Linked DNA regions of Sus scrofa: region 1 is linked to region 2. A link is a contact called in public HiChIP or PLAC-seq data. All regions are on one chromosome and are shown on one strand. The core of a region is the stretch at or near the end of the contact, and the rest is flanking DNA. Distances in the headings are between cores, read along the strand shown. Region 1 holds the start of PARP8 (poly [ADP-ribose] polymerase 8). Region 2 overlaps LOC106506480 (a long non-coding RNA gene).

Region 1 (7,186 bases), core at 3,282-5,781, 49 kb after region 2:
GAGTAAAACTAATTCTTGTCCTCAAGGAACTTACAGTCTAGAAATGGGGAATTTAGGGAAGAGGAAATATTAGTAAGTTAGAGAAATTAAGACAGTTTTTTTTTTTAAAGAAAATAGTATGTGGTCTGGAGGAGTTAGCTTTACATTTTTGGTTATTATTATTATTTTATTTATTTATTTATTGTCTTTTTGCCATTTCTTGGCCCGCTCCCACGGTATATGGAGGTTCCCAGGCTAGGGGTCTAATCGGAGCTGTAGCCACCGGCCTTCACCTCAGCCACAGCAACACGGGATCCAAGCTGCATCTGCGACCTACACCACAGCTCATGGCAATGCCAGATCCTTAGCCCACTGAGCAAGGCCAGGGATAGAACCTGCAACCTCATGGTTCCTAGTCGGATTCATTAACCACTGAGCCACGACGGGAATTCCAGGTTTTTATTATTTTTAATAAAGAAAAACTTAAAACTTTTGTCTGAATAAAGAGTATCTATAAGAGAAAAGTATTACTATCCAGAAGATATAAAGGCCTCATAGGAAAAAATAATAAAAAGCCAGAAAAACCAGCAGGAAAATAGAGAAAAGATTATGACAGGCCATCATATTCAATTATATTTGTATACTCAAAAGACTATACAAATTGCCAATAGACACTTGAAAAAAAAGGCCTGACCTCACTGATAATCAGGGAAATAAAACTAAAAACAAGGTGAATATTTTTCATCCATCCAGTTAGAACAAGATTGAAAGATTGATAGTACCTATTGTTGGAAATGTTTCAGAGAATTAAGTATTCTCAGAAACAGTTGATGGAGTATAAATAAGATAACTTGGAGAGCAATTTGCTTGTCCCTATCAAATTTTTAAATTGCCAGTTGCCTTGATTCAATCAATCCACTTCTAACAATCCTCCCCAAAGAAACTGCTGAAACTTTGCATAAAAATGTGCATTTACTGCAAATTGTTTTAATCACAAAACATTTTGAAAAGCCCATCATGACTGCAGAGGCATGGCTAAAATCTATGATGGTGCATTCATTCAATAAATTTCCCTGCAATAGCTAAAAGAAATGAGCTAGATCTCTTCGCACTGACCGAGAAAGTTCTCCAAGACCGTGGAAAAATCAAGTTGCAAAACAATGTGTATTATGTGATTCCTTTAAATTAAAATGTATATATATACACACCAATGAATTTTTGTGTGTGGATATATGGACGCAAGAATGGAATGATTCTTGTAGAACTGTTAATACCAGTTACCCTTTGGAATAAGGGGTATGATGGATGGGAATTTTCACATTTTATTCTCTGTACTAACACATGTTAAATGGTTTGCATGAGAATGTATTTATGCAGTATTTATGCACTTTAAAAAATAAACAGGAGTTCCCATCGTGACTCAGCGGCTAATGAACCTGGCTGGTATCCGTGAGGATGCAGGTTCGATCCCTGGACTTGCTCAGTGGGTTAAGGATCTGGCGTTGCCCGAGCTGTGGTGTAGGCCGGCAGCTGTAGCTCTGATTTGGCTCCTAGCCTGGGTCTTCCATTTCCACAGGTATGGCCCTAAAAAGACAAAAGACAAATAAGTAAATAAATAATTTTTAAAAATAAAAAACAAAGGAGAAGTATTTAAAACAAAGTAGAATTAATATGATCGAGTGCAAGCTGAGAAGGATGAGTTTGTATGGGACAATGAGCTTCTAATCTAAATAGGGTGGAGGATGTGTCTATGGTAGAAATAGGAATTAAGGTTTAATGAGGGACAAATGGGACTAAATTAAAGCGAACCTTGGAACTAGAAAGAGCAATTCAGGTTTCACGCTATAGCTTTGGTAGTAGCTAAGTTCAGTAAGATTGCTAGAAAGGGCTGTAAACCTTTAATACTACCCTTGTGCTGCCCCATCTGACCTCAGATTACAGGTGTGGTAAAGATCAAATTCAGACAAACTTCACATCAAATCACCTAAAATTCTCCATTGTCAAGGCTTTGGTTTGCTCCTACTTTGCTTGCTAGACCAAACAGATGAGGTCAAGATAGCAGGATTAGTTTCTCTCAAAGCAAAATTACTAGCTGCTTTATGGAGAAAGAATTGCCCAAAGTCACTTGTTTCAGAAGAGGCCAGTTGGGCCTAGCAGAGATTTTGAATTTTATGGATTTCTCTCCATTACAGAGCAACTGCAAGAAGAATTTATATAAATCTAATAATTGAAAAGAATTTTGAGATTGCTTTCCTTCCAGGGACTTCCAATTTCTTTCAAAATCCTTCTTCCTCATAAAGGCCCTTGGTGACCCCTTCCCATGGCAACCCCTCAGACTCACTCTCTCCCTTTTCACTTTGATTCTACCCCAAAGGCAAATTATCAGAGCACTGCTTCCATGGCTGGCTGTCCCGAGTCTGCTGGGTATTCCCATGGGCATTTGCTACTGATGATACCCCTGTGCATTTGTGAAAAGGGGCTGTTCTCTTTGCTAATCCTGCTCCCACCCTCTTTTCTTAATTCCTATGGAAGAGCAGAGTGCAGGCTTTTACTTAAGACTTTACTGAGGGCTGGAATTCATTTGGGAAAGGAAGTTCAGTGTAGGAAAGGGAAATATAACTGCCACTAGAAGAGGCTATTTTGAGAGCCCATAGGCTCCAGGCCTCCTTCAGAATCCATTATAGGGCTTCTTGTTGGCTTAACCCTGGCCTGCTGCCATTAACAGGGCCAGTTTACTCAGCAGTGAGACTTCTGAACATTTATTTTCCTTAAAGTTCAGTTCAACAGCTGAAAGTTTGGAGAGAGGAAAAGGTTCATTGCCATCTAGGTCCCACCTTAGACAGCGAACTAATCCCTTCGTGCCTCAGTCTCCTCTTTTGTAAAATTGAAAGAATAATAGTAACAGCTTCCCTATAGGATTCTTGTGAATTAAATGAGTTAATATGTGGAAAGCGCTTAGAGCAGTATCAGGCTGTGCTAATACATTCTGGGTAAATGCAACTGATTAATAACCATGTCACACCATTGAACTTAATGCCACATTTCCATTACCTTGCATTCTGCAGTTGAATCTATTAGCATAGGTGAGGAACATATATTTTTTTCTAATAAATTCTATCTGTTAGCTTTGGTTCATTTTTCTAAACCAGTGGGACTGTTTTAGCTAGATTCTATCTTCCAACACATAATAATTATTTCCAATTCCTATGGCATACCACAGAAGTTCTCTCTCCTCACGGATAATGATTTATATTTTTTTAACAAAATGATTAAGGGCTTACTAAGCACTATGTTCCTGAGTCTATATGAGTATGTGTGTTCGTGTAAACACAAGTGTTTAAGGCAGGGATATAACCTCATCTCAAGGGTGCAAATAGTTTTTCATAAGACCACGAATAATCTAAATGTTTAAATAAGAGTCTTGAAATGAGACAGGGTAAATGGGATACTGGCTGTGAGCAGAATTTAAAGAATCTTACCATAAAGATCTAGCATGGGAACACTGATGCTTTGATAGTTTGTTTTCTCTAATAGAGAAACTTAATAGAAATGCATACTAGATAGAAGGGTTAGTTTTTATTTTTTTATCTAATCCCTTAAAACTTAAAAACATTTAAATATATCATACCTTAAGGGCATGAACAGAGTGAGGTTAGCTTTGTTTAACAAATACAGGGCAGTCTGTGAAGCTTGAAAAAAAATCAAATGTAGGACATTACAAGAAGGCCTATTTTATGAGTGAGTAGTAAACCAAGAGGTGATCCAAAACCAAACAAAGCAACAAAAAATTGGTAGCTTTAAGACTATTTTAAATTTATTTGTAGTAAGAGCACTACTTTGGGAATGCACTCCTGGGAGACAGACAACTAGAAAATAAATTCTTGTGAGTTAACAGATTTTAAGTTTTTAGACAAGTTAGAGCACAGAATGGAAGGAGGAAGTACACACGATTTTCAGTGTTCTGGAGAAGAGAAGAAAGTGCCTTTGGTAGCCAAGGGGCATAGACAAAGCCACATTCCCCAGGAAGGACTTGAACCTGTCCTGCCCTGGTCAGGAAGCATTTCAGGTGTGTGACTGTGCCTCTCCTACATCAAAGACTGCAGTGGTCCAGGTGACATAGAGGAATGTTTCCTCTTACAATTCACAACTAACATGGTGTGTTCTAGGCTGTATGACAAATCATTTGGTGTTTTCTTTCTGTAAGATAACTTTCTTTTTGCAAGAGTTGGGAGCATATGATCTCTCATTACTTTTGTCTCTCTAGAGTCTTTAAGAATCCTTCAAGGACCACAGTTGTTCCTACTTCTACTAAACAACACATTGTCACTGTCAGCATCAGCACTGTACCAATTAAGGGTCTGAGACAGTTTGACAACTCTTGGGTACTTGTACTGATAAAGAAGGGGTTTGAAGCTAAACTATCCATAAAGAAAAAAGGCTGCAAGGCAGGACCATTCACATATTCAGCCAACACCTCAGCCTGCCTCCTACATTCCAGACACTGCACCAGGCACTGGGGATGCAGAACCAAGTGAGTGAGACATGGTGTGCTCAGGGAGGCCATCCCAGGGGAGAAAAGATCAACAAGCAAAGTGCTGGTGGAGGCCTGTCCTAGGGCATATGGCAGTATAGAGACAGAACAGCTACATCAGCCCAAGGTGTCCCTAGGCAGAACAGAAAGTGAGGGTCAGGGCAGTATCTCATTTCTAAATAAGACAACAAGATTGTAGAAGCTTTCCGGTGACTGACTGGCCAAACAAACAAAAAACCCACCCAAAACCACGGATTTTTAAAGCAAGCCAAAGAGATATCCATCCTTCAGGGAGACCCTGGCACGTACCAGTTGATTCTACCAATTTTTCATGGACGGAAATACGGAGGAGGGAAGAACTGGTGAGTCTCTGCAAGTAGAAGTCCCCCAAAAGGGGCTGTGTTTCCTAAAGGACGCTCCGAAGGGGCTGAGCTAATTCCATCAGGGAGAAAAAGACTCTGGCAGTCAGGGCACGGGAGAGTGTACGTCTGGAGTCATTTCAAGGCTTTTTCCATCTTGCCTGATGTGGCAACAAGGAAGGATTTGTTCGTTTTATTTATTTATTTTCCATTTTAAACGATATTTCTTTTCCCTTTTCCCCGCTCCCAGCCACTCGGGTTTGGGTTTTCCATGTGACTCATAATCCCTTCCGAAAGTGGAGTCGAATTCATAAAAGTGCTGGAAGGAGAGGGGGCAGGCTGGGAGCCCCGGGGAGTCTTCACTACCGACGTTCCCACTCGCCCCCGGCGCGAGCGGCGGTCGTGCTGGGGAATCCAGCCTGCGCCCGGATGGCGGATACTATTAAAGCCCCCGCGGCCGGGACTGGGTGACCGGGCGGCGGGCGCGGCGGGCGCGGGAGGGTCTGCGGCGGGCGGCGCTGCAGCAGCCTCGGCACAGCCGCCGCCGCCCGCGGGCGCGAGTGTGCGCGGGTGTGGAAGGCCGGCGTGAGGGCCGCGAGGGGTGTGTGCGCGTGAGGCGGAGCGGGGCTCGCCCCTCGCCGGCGCCCGCCGCCCCGCCGGTGATCGCTCTCCGGCCGACTCCGGCACCCTCGGCCCCCCACGGCCGTTGGTCCGGGCGGGGGAGGGAGAAAGTGAGACTCCGTGTCATCACCATCCATTGTCAGGAGGGGAGGAAATTGGAATCCAGCAGCGGCAAGCAGCAGCTGGGCGGTCACATCTGGGCATGCAAAGCCGACCTCCCCCTCCTCCTCCTCCTCCTCCACCTCCACCACCTCCTCCTCCTCTCTCACCCAGGATCACTTCCGAAACCACTTCGCCTTCAGCCCCTGCCTCGGCCAGAGGTTTCATTTTTAACTGAATATTTACGAAAGCTGGAAGCGTGCGAGGGGGGTGGAGTGGGGTGGAAATAGCGGCTGCTTCTTTTCCAGGGATTTATTTAATGGGGATGTGTTCAAGGCAAGAGCGAATTCAGAAGGATATCGACGTCGTGATCCAGAAGTCCAGAGCCGAGAAGGACTGTCTGTTTGCAGGTGAGTTCTCGCCTTTCCAGAGCCTTAGTCTCAGCGCCTGTTTCCTCTGCCTGCCCGTCACCCCTTTTCCCAGTTTTCTGGACACGACGTGTGTGGCTGAGGATGGGGGGTGTAGCACGTCCCCATTCCGGGGTTCATTTGGCAACAGCTGCTGCAGCGGGAGCGGGAGCCAAAAGGGGGAGGGGGCGCCAACCTCTCCCCTTCTCCCCTCCCCCCTGTGTGGGGCGGCCACCAGCTTTGGGGGCAGAACCTTGGTCTCTCGAGCGGGGGTCTAGGCTGAGGGGCCGTGCATTGTATTTTTAGCCCCTGTGGACTCCTGGAGCGTCCAAACCCGCCTCTAGGGTTTCAGCAGCAGCGACCCAGCCAGCGGGTAGGACCCGCCGGGTTTGCGCAATGGACTGAGCGGCGGCGGCGGTGGCGGCGGCAGGGAATGGAGCCCGCTGCGCTGCGCCGCGCCGCGCCGCGCTGGCCGGCTGCGCCGGCGCCGAGGTCCCCCGGGGAGCAGCGCTGTGCGGATCTCTGGCCCCTTTAGTTCTCTCTAGTCCCCTCCGACTGGCAATGCAATGCCCCGGAAAGGGAAGGGATCCCCGGGGTTCCCGAGGCACCCCGCGACCCTGCCTGGGGGTCGCCTTTCGTCCATTTTGCTCCCGGGGGAGAGGGATTGAATTTTGCTTTTGCGGCCGCGAGCTCGGCGTGGGCCACTTCCGGCTGCCCCGACCGGGAAATTCCCACCGTTGCCATGGCACCCGGCACTTGTTGCGGGGGGGCGGCCTCCCGCTGCACCCTGCTCTGGGTGCGGAGCATCCCCCTCCTGCGCGGCGGGACAGCGGACCTCGGGGTTCTCCAGCCCTCGCCTCCTACCCCGCCAGGCCTCCCCTTGGCTCCATCAGATAGGGGGTCCAAGTCATAACCAGGGTTAAAAATCCACTCAAGGTGTAGCTTTTCTTAACAAGACTCTCCGTTTCAGATTTCAGATACTCAGACTCCACCTTTACTTTCACCTACATTGGCGGCCCCAAAAGGTATTTATGTGTATAGAGTTGCTTCATTTCCTGTTCAGAGGCTTGTGTTTCCTTTGTTCTTACCGTGTTCCGTGTTTGGGTATTTTTTTCTTCTTTTTCTTCTGCTGTTGTTGCTGTTCTTTGGCCACATGCTAAACCAAGGTCCCTTGCTTTTAAATCGCAGAG
Region 2 (7,103 bases), core at 3,246-5,745:
GTTGTTCTACCCAGTTTAAGTAATTTAGCAGCTGCTTTTAGACACATGTATCATTTAGACCATGTTGCCTCCATCTCACCAAGCATCTCACAGCCCCCTGAAGGAAAGCAGGGGATTTTTACCAAAAAAGTGGTTGAGAGAAATGAAGCCATTTGTTGAAAATCACATAACAAGTTGGTGACATATCCTGAACTAGACAGAACTCAAGTCTCTGGCTGAGAGTTCAGTGCTCCATTCATTTAGACCACACTGCTTTACAGGAATAATAAAAATTCCCATAGTGCAGTCTGACTAATAAGATAATACTGAGACAGATCCATTGCCCAGAAAGCATTTGACCACACGTCATCCTGGTCCCCTTCATGTGCTTTGTTTATACACTTTACGTGGGTAGCGGGCAGATAGCACAACAGCTGTCAGAAGGAATTGAGGCCACAGTTTTATGTTCCTGAATGTGTTGAGTCATTTCCCTTAGTTCACACTTCTGCCTCACTCTGTCTTCTGAGTTATTATCATGGCTTTAATCTCGCTTTTATTTTGACAGTTGGGATTTTTGTAGCCATTATCCAAATGAAATATTGATTCTCACTTATGAGCTTTAATCCTTCCCCAATGGAATTGGCTATTTATTTGATACAGTAGCTAAACCAGTAGGATTAGAAACACTTTTATGAAGACATTAAAAGGTTGTTTACAAAAACGACAGTTAATTTACAGAAAATAGAAACTGAAACTTGAGATGATTGCTATCAGCTTTCTCTAATGTGTACTCAGCTCTTTCCCCTTGTGATGTAAATTAAAAGCTTTTTTTAAAGAAGACCATTACCATTCAGGTGAGAAAAAGCAGCCAAGTCACCGAATTAGTTGGTAAACTTATGATTTCCGGGCTCCAAGTATTTTTATATTCTTTGTAATATAGTTGTTATTTCTTTGGGCCTTTCTCATATTGTACTTAACTAATCCCCAGGTAAGGAAACTCTGCCTAAGACAATTTCTCAATTATTTATTATTACCTGATAAAAACTCAGCTTCTTTTATATGTATTAGTAGTAGTCTAAAAATGACAGCTCTCAATGAACAGGATGAATCAGTTTGGGGACCAGAGACTCAAGTAATCACCATTAGGGAAACTAGCAAATAGTAGAAGCCTACTCAACTAGAGGGAAGGCAGGCAGGGCTGCGTCATGAAAATATTGGGGAAGCTTGTTGGAAGGGCAAGGGCTAATGCCGTTGATCTTTACACTTGTAAAATATTTTGCTTCTTGCTTCTGCTTGAATGCCCTTTGTCATTTATTATGACTGGATTTATAGTTCCAATAGGGTTGTACCTAGGGTTTTGACCATAGTGAGAACAAACAAATCACTGGATGGAGCTGAAGCCATAGATAAATGACATGGTAGGGATTCATGCACAGATTTGCTCTGTTGCCCTTTCAGATTTCTCTTACCATCAATCCATCTGGCTGGTGCTCTCTGAAGGTCATCAGAGGTCAATATAATTTCAGTAAGATTTTAACTGAAGGATGACCTTAACATTCAGTGACATTCAGCCCTGTTTATAAGTGAGAAGCCACACCCCTTGTTGAATGGTCACCTTGTGCATGAGTCACCCAGTTTGTGTCACGTTTCCCAACAGTGCTTATGCTCTGCTACATTAACCACTATTTCCATAGCCCAGCACCACCCGCCCCACTGATGATCCAAACAATCTGAATTATTTCTCTGTCTTTGTCAAGGCCCTCTCATTCCTTGCCTTTGTGTTCTTGCATACACTGTTTCTACTTGGAATGTCGTATATAGCTACTTTATTTTCCACTTCATCATTCCATCATCCACATGCTCTATAAATTATCTATCATCAGAACTGATCTTACTTGACTCTGCTTCAAAATGCTTTCCCTGAACTCCCCCTGAATTAACAGTTTTCTCTCCTAAATTACCATTTGTCATACATTAGTGCACACCTTCTCTAACTGTCATGAAATGGACTAGATGTGAAGAAGTTGGAACTTGAAATGAAATCTGTACTTATAAAGCAGACTCAGGGAGAATAGGCCTGGCTGGAGGTGATGGAGAGTTTAGATGATGTTTTCAGAATCCAAGGATGTTAACAACCAAAAACCAGTGCAAACCCAGGCAAACTATCTGTGCAGGGCCTAAAATTAGGTATTTCAAAGAGTAAAACTGACTTGAATTGTGTTAGAAATTGTGTTAGTAAATAGAAGGTGGACAGGCAGAGGTGTGGTACAAAACTACTGGGAAAAATGGCTGAGATATAACAAAACTAACACATGGCCCAAGTTGTTAAGAAATTAAGCCTCTTGCTGAGTCACTGAATCAATTATAGGGGCATAAGACAACATAAGAACATAGATTAGATCAGGGTTAGCAGTGAAATAATATTGAGTTCTGAAATAATGAGCTAGAAATATTTAAATCTTTCTTGCCAAAAGTAAAGGTAAATATAAAGGACATTTATTGGTTCTGGGTGAATTTCAGGTCCTTTGTTAGGAAGACTAGAAAAAAAATATTCTCTTCCTCTGAAAGTGAACAGTGAAGCATAAAATCCCAAATATAGCTGCAGGTTCCATCACCTACTGATTTGTGTGTATGGTGCATGAAAAGAAGGCTCAGAAACAAAAGCATATGGAAACACATAGAAGGCGGCATTTACTTGCAAAGAAATGTGAGAAAGTCAGACTTCAGAAGAGCCAGCCCAACAAATTAAAATACAGAATGAGTATTTTAAAGCAAACAAACAATATTATGAAGATTATCAAGCTCACATTTGTGTATTCATGGTAGAAATCAGGATTTTATTTTTTTCTTTTAAGGGCTGCATCTGCAGCATATGGAAGATCCCAGGCTAGGTGTTAAATCAGAGCCAGCCTATACCACAGCCACAGCAACGCCAGATCTGAGCCACATCTGCGACATACACCACAGCTCAAGGCAACACCAGATCCTTAACCCATTGAGTGAGGCTAGGGATTGAACCCACACCCTCGTGGATTCCAGTCGACTTCATAACCTACTGAACCCCAATGGGAATGCCCTAAATCAACCAATTTTATCATGGTTACCATATTCACAAAGTTCATGACATTTCTTTAAACAATAGCATTGCAGAGGTCAACTATAGAGTCGTCTTCATCAAGAAGTTAGCAACTTTAAAGAAATACTCAGTGACTAAAACTAGACAGTGACTTTTATTTTTATTATTTATATCATAGTGAAGTGTGAGGGGGTTTTTTTCTTTTTCTTTCTTCACTGGTGGGATGTGATACATGTGCTTACAACAGTGGCAGTGCCAGGTGTCACTTCTGCTTTTACAGTCCTCCTTGTGGTCAAGTTTTCTCCCCTATAGGACATATTTGTCTACCTGCATTTGCTTAACAATTTTCTCAATCAGTATTATTGATTTTATATTTTACTTTGACTCCATTTAATTTGCATAGATGTAACAAGAAACATTGATCAATAGATAATTACTTCTTTGTTTTTTTTAAATTGAATAATATGATACTATGATTCAAGAGTTCACTTCTGTCATTAGGTTTGTAAAGCCCTATGATTTTCATTTATTTTTATATGTTTATTAGCTCAGTTGAGAGCAAACTAGCCCATCCAATTCATCCCGCCTGATTTCATCTACAATATTTGTAATATTAAGTGTGTCCTTTTTATAAAAGATAACCAAATTTCTCACTGTTCTGCCCTGCCAAGAAGTGACATTCTTTCCGACCTCTAGGGCTAAGAGTCCCAAGTTCATAAGCAAGTATCAGGTCAGGTTCCTGAAGAATGTTGTAGGGATCACTTCTGCATGCAAAACATAGAACTTGTGTTTATTATTGGATCTGTCATCTAATTAAATGGAATTTGTAGCACAGTAATAGTAAAAACTTGATTTTTCCAATGATATTCGTGTAGAAAAGAAGACCAGTTCTTATGGAACCAACACAAATAACTGCACTATCATGAAACATAAAGGTCTTTATTAAAAGTAATTTGGGGGGAGGAGAAGTAATTTTGTATAAGGTTTAACCATTATAACCGATTTATGAATGTTTTAATAGACAAAGCCAAATGTTGCACATTATAATTTTTTACAAAATCATTATTTGTATTTTTTTCTTAGCAACTTACAAGTTTCAATTCTGTATGAAGAACTTTCGTAAGGTACTTTTTTCTCAACATTGAGGACTCAGAGTCAGAATGCTCCATTTAGTTTCTGCACATTTAGTCTCTTAAATCGAGGGTTAGAAATAGATTCAGAAGAAAGAAAAGGGGTTTCTTTCATGCTCATTAAAATAGAAAATTAAATTAACCCCAATTAAATCGCTTTATTAAGTCTCTTTAGTCCCAAGCAATTACTTCTTTTACTTGTCTTGAGCTATGCAGTCTACCTTCATGAATTCATCTGCTTCTACATTACAAGTTTTGGAAATCCTGACTCATTCACTTGGTATAGTCAGAATATTGTTTATGAGAAGGTCAGCTCATTCGGGAGGGCAACATCCATGAGTCAATTTCCTGTGGTATCAAGAATATCTACAGTGTCTGGTGCATTTCTTACTGAAGTTCTTTTGATATTGCTTCTAGAGGCCTTTAGGTTTGTTTTAAAGAGAAAAGAGATGTTGATAACAGACTGAAAGGCCTGGCTTATTTGGTGTTGTAGCAAGCAATATCACAATGGAAGAGAATGAAATTCTCTTTTGAGGTGTAATACATATTCATTTAAGAAAACTTTTATCAGCGAATACTATAAAGGAACAAGCATTGTAAGGACAGTTGGAGAATTCTGATATATCTATAGGCCCTTTAAATTCACCCCATAAAATATATATTATCATTGGCACCAGTTGATATGACTATTTTAAAAAAAATTAATTGGTGGATATGTATTGTACCAGTCTTTGCACATGACCATAAATATGTCTTTATCCAATCTGAAAAGTACATAATTATTGCAACATAGCCGTAATAAATCATGCATAATTATTGCAGTTAAGTAATCTAGGACTATTCAAAATTAGGTTTTCTTATATTGTGAGCTTGAAAAGCAGAACAACTCCCACTAAAATATTGTGCTAATTAAGAATATGGACAATGCAAAAATATGATCTTTATTTCTTATTTCTTCTTGCATATGGCTAGAAAGCAGAGCTTTGGGGCTGTCCAGTGGTTATCTAGGAAACCTAAAAATATTGTATGCAGAAAAGACATCTTGATAGTTTTACCATTTTGAGTTGGAGGGTTAAATTTTGGAAAAGTGGTCTCAAAAAGAGTATCGACAATAGAGTTTGCAGGGTGAAGGACCCTGACATCAGGAATCTCATGTGGGCTCCCAACTCAGTTCAGCATCCCAGCTGCGATGGATCCACACTGGGAAAGCACATCTTCTAAAAGGACAAGAGTCTCACCTAGTCCCCTGCAATTCCACCCCAGGCTCTTTTACCCCTGGCCCACTTTCCCCTTGAATGTCTGTCTAGGGATCAGGTACTGGAGCTTAAGCTGAGAGTTCATCTGTGAAGGGCAGAATTAAGTAAATGCATCTTCTTCTAAAGCCCTAAGTTTGGTTCCAGGTGTCACCACCAGTGATTTTCCAGCAGAGGTAGTAGAAACCTTGGACAATAGCAGCCAGACACTCCCCCAGAGGGTCTGTGGGTCTGGGCTTTCCCAGTATCAATGAGGGGGAAAGTTCATGTAAATGTGTCCCTACTTTAGGCTGTGTTTATGTGTGGGTCTCTGAACACAGGCAGCAGGTGGTGGGACACTTCTTTGAAAAAAAAAGAAAAGAGTCTTCAGATGACAGTTATTCTGCAAATGAAGAGAAAAGCAAATTATCCCAAATGACCAGGAAATCTAGAGCTTCCCCTTTGTCCCCAGAGGGTTCCCAGCTTTGTGACTGTAGCATCCAATGACCTTTACAAGTTAAAGAACAGAAGAGGTCAGAAAATGTTCCTTTGTTTTATTCACATGAGAATTGTTGCCCAGGGATTAGTCATAGGAGCTGTGTGTTCGCTATTCTACAAGAATTACATTAGACCTCAGTTCCTCTGTGTGACCACAAAATGAAGCTACTTACTGGGAACAGGAAGACAAGAAGTTCTGAAAACAATTCCTTATGAAGAATGAATTTTCAATATGTAGTAAGTTACACTGCATAAGTATCAGAATTCTCATAGTCTTGGTATATAAATCTCAAAGTTTTTAAGTAGTTAATTTTCAAATCAACAATCATAAATAGTAAACTTAAAGATATCCTTTGTGTCTTTCAGAATTTGACACAATTTTCTGACTTACAAATTGTTTACTTTCTGGCAGAAAATAATTTGTATTATGCCAAACCAATCTGAACATTAGTAGTTACCTGTACAATAAAAAATGCAGAAAATGTTCCTATTTTCTATATCTAGTTAAATGCATCATACTATTAATCAGCTTAATTCTCTCCAAATAGGGCAAAGTAATTAAGCCTTTCTCAACTCCATTTTTAACCAAAATGACATCAAAGGGGAATGGTCATGTTATTTAAAGCTGGTCCACTACTCTGCACTCCACTCTTACATGGAAATTTGATTATTTTACCACAAATGTTGTATCATTTATCATCTGTGCTTAGTTTATGCACCTCTTGAAAGACTTTCTAAGACTATAGAGATGTGTTGCTACAAATTTCTATTTCCTCAGGTGGCAGTATTGTCCTGAGTGTGAAAGAATGGTGTCCAAAGGGCTATTTCTAATCTAGCAAGGCACTGAAAAAGAAAGCAGAGGTGCTAAATGTGAAGTATACTTGTGACCTCAAGCTCTCTAATTGCTCTAGGCTTCTGAAAAAATAACTAGACTTTCAGTGCGATAAGTAGTCACAACTGTCTTGACTCAGGCTTACTCTTTAACACTCCAAGCCTAGGGGGGAAAAATAATAAATTTGAAAAGAAATATCAGAGGATGTAAATATGAATATATGTTGTAAGCTCCTAAAGACAATGAATAATTAAAGGCATAAATAAGCACAAGAGTAAGAAACACTGATAATTAGAAGCAATAAGACAAAATGATTATTAAAAATGAGATTTTGTTAAAGAATTATTCAAATACAT

What was found. HiChIP or PLAC-seq counts read pairs in DNA pulled down with a chosen protein or histone mark.
Region 1: a contact with region 2 is called in an H3K27ac HiChIP or PLAC-seq map of alveolar macrophages. The contact joins the promoter of PARP8 here to the enhancer-like site in region 2. A contact is called at or near these places in 2 of 5 promoter capture datasets (fetal skeletal muscle and liver), 6 of 47 Hi-C or Micro-C datasets (adipocytes, alveolar macrophages, embryonic fibroblasts and 2 more) and 1 of 2 datasets of contacts at active chromatin or transcription factors (alveolar macrophages).

The regions. Positions count from the first base shown.
Region 1 is chr16:30,300,269-30,307,454 of Sscrofa11.1, forward strand. It overlaps PARP8 (poly [ADP-ribose] polymerase 8), which reads left to right and starts at 4,532. Exons shown (of 27, transcript XM_021076746.1): 1 at 4,532-4,872; 2 at 5,898-5,999; 3 at 6,967-7,021. The coding sequence starts at 4,842.
Region 2 is chr16:30,251,441-30,258,543 of Sscrofa11.1, forward strand. The region is part of intron 1 of LOC106506480 (a long non-coding RNA gene); the gene reads right to left. Among named protein-coding and RNA genes, the nearest start is that of PARP8, 50 kb to the right of the region's middle. Within about 2 kb of position 4,496, at least 5 of the 83 cell types and tissues checked have an H3K27ac peak or open chromatin away from gene starts, as enhancers often do. A contact at or near this core is called in alveolar macrophages and embryonic fibroblasts, where this site is marked.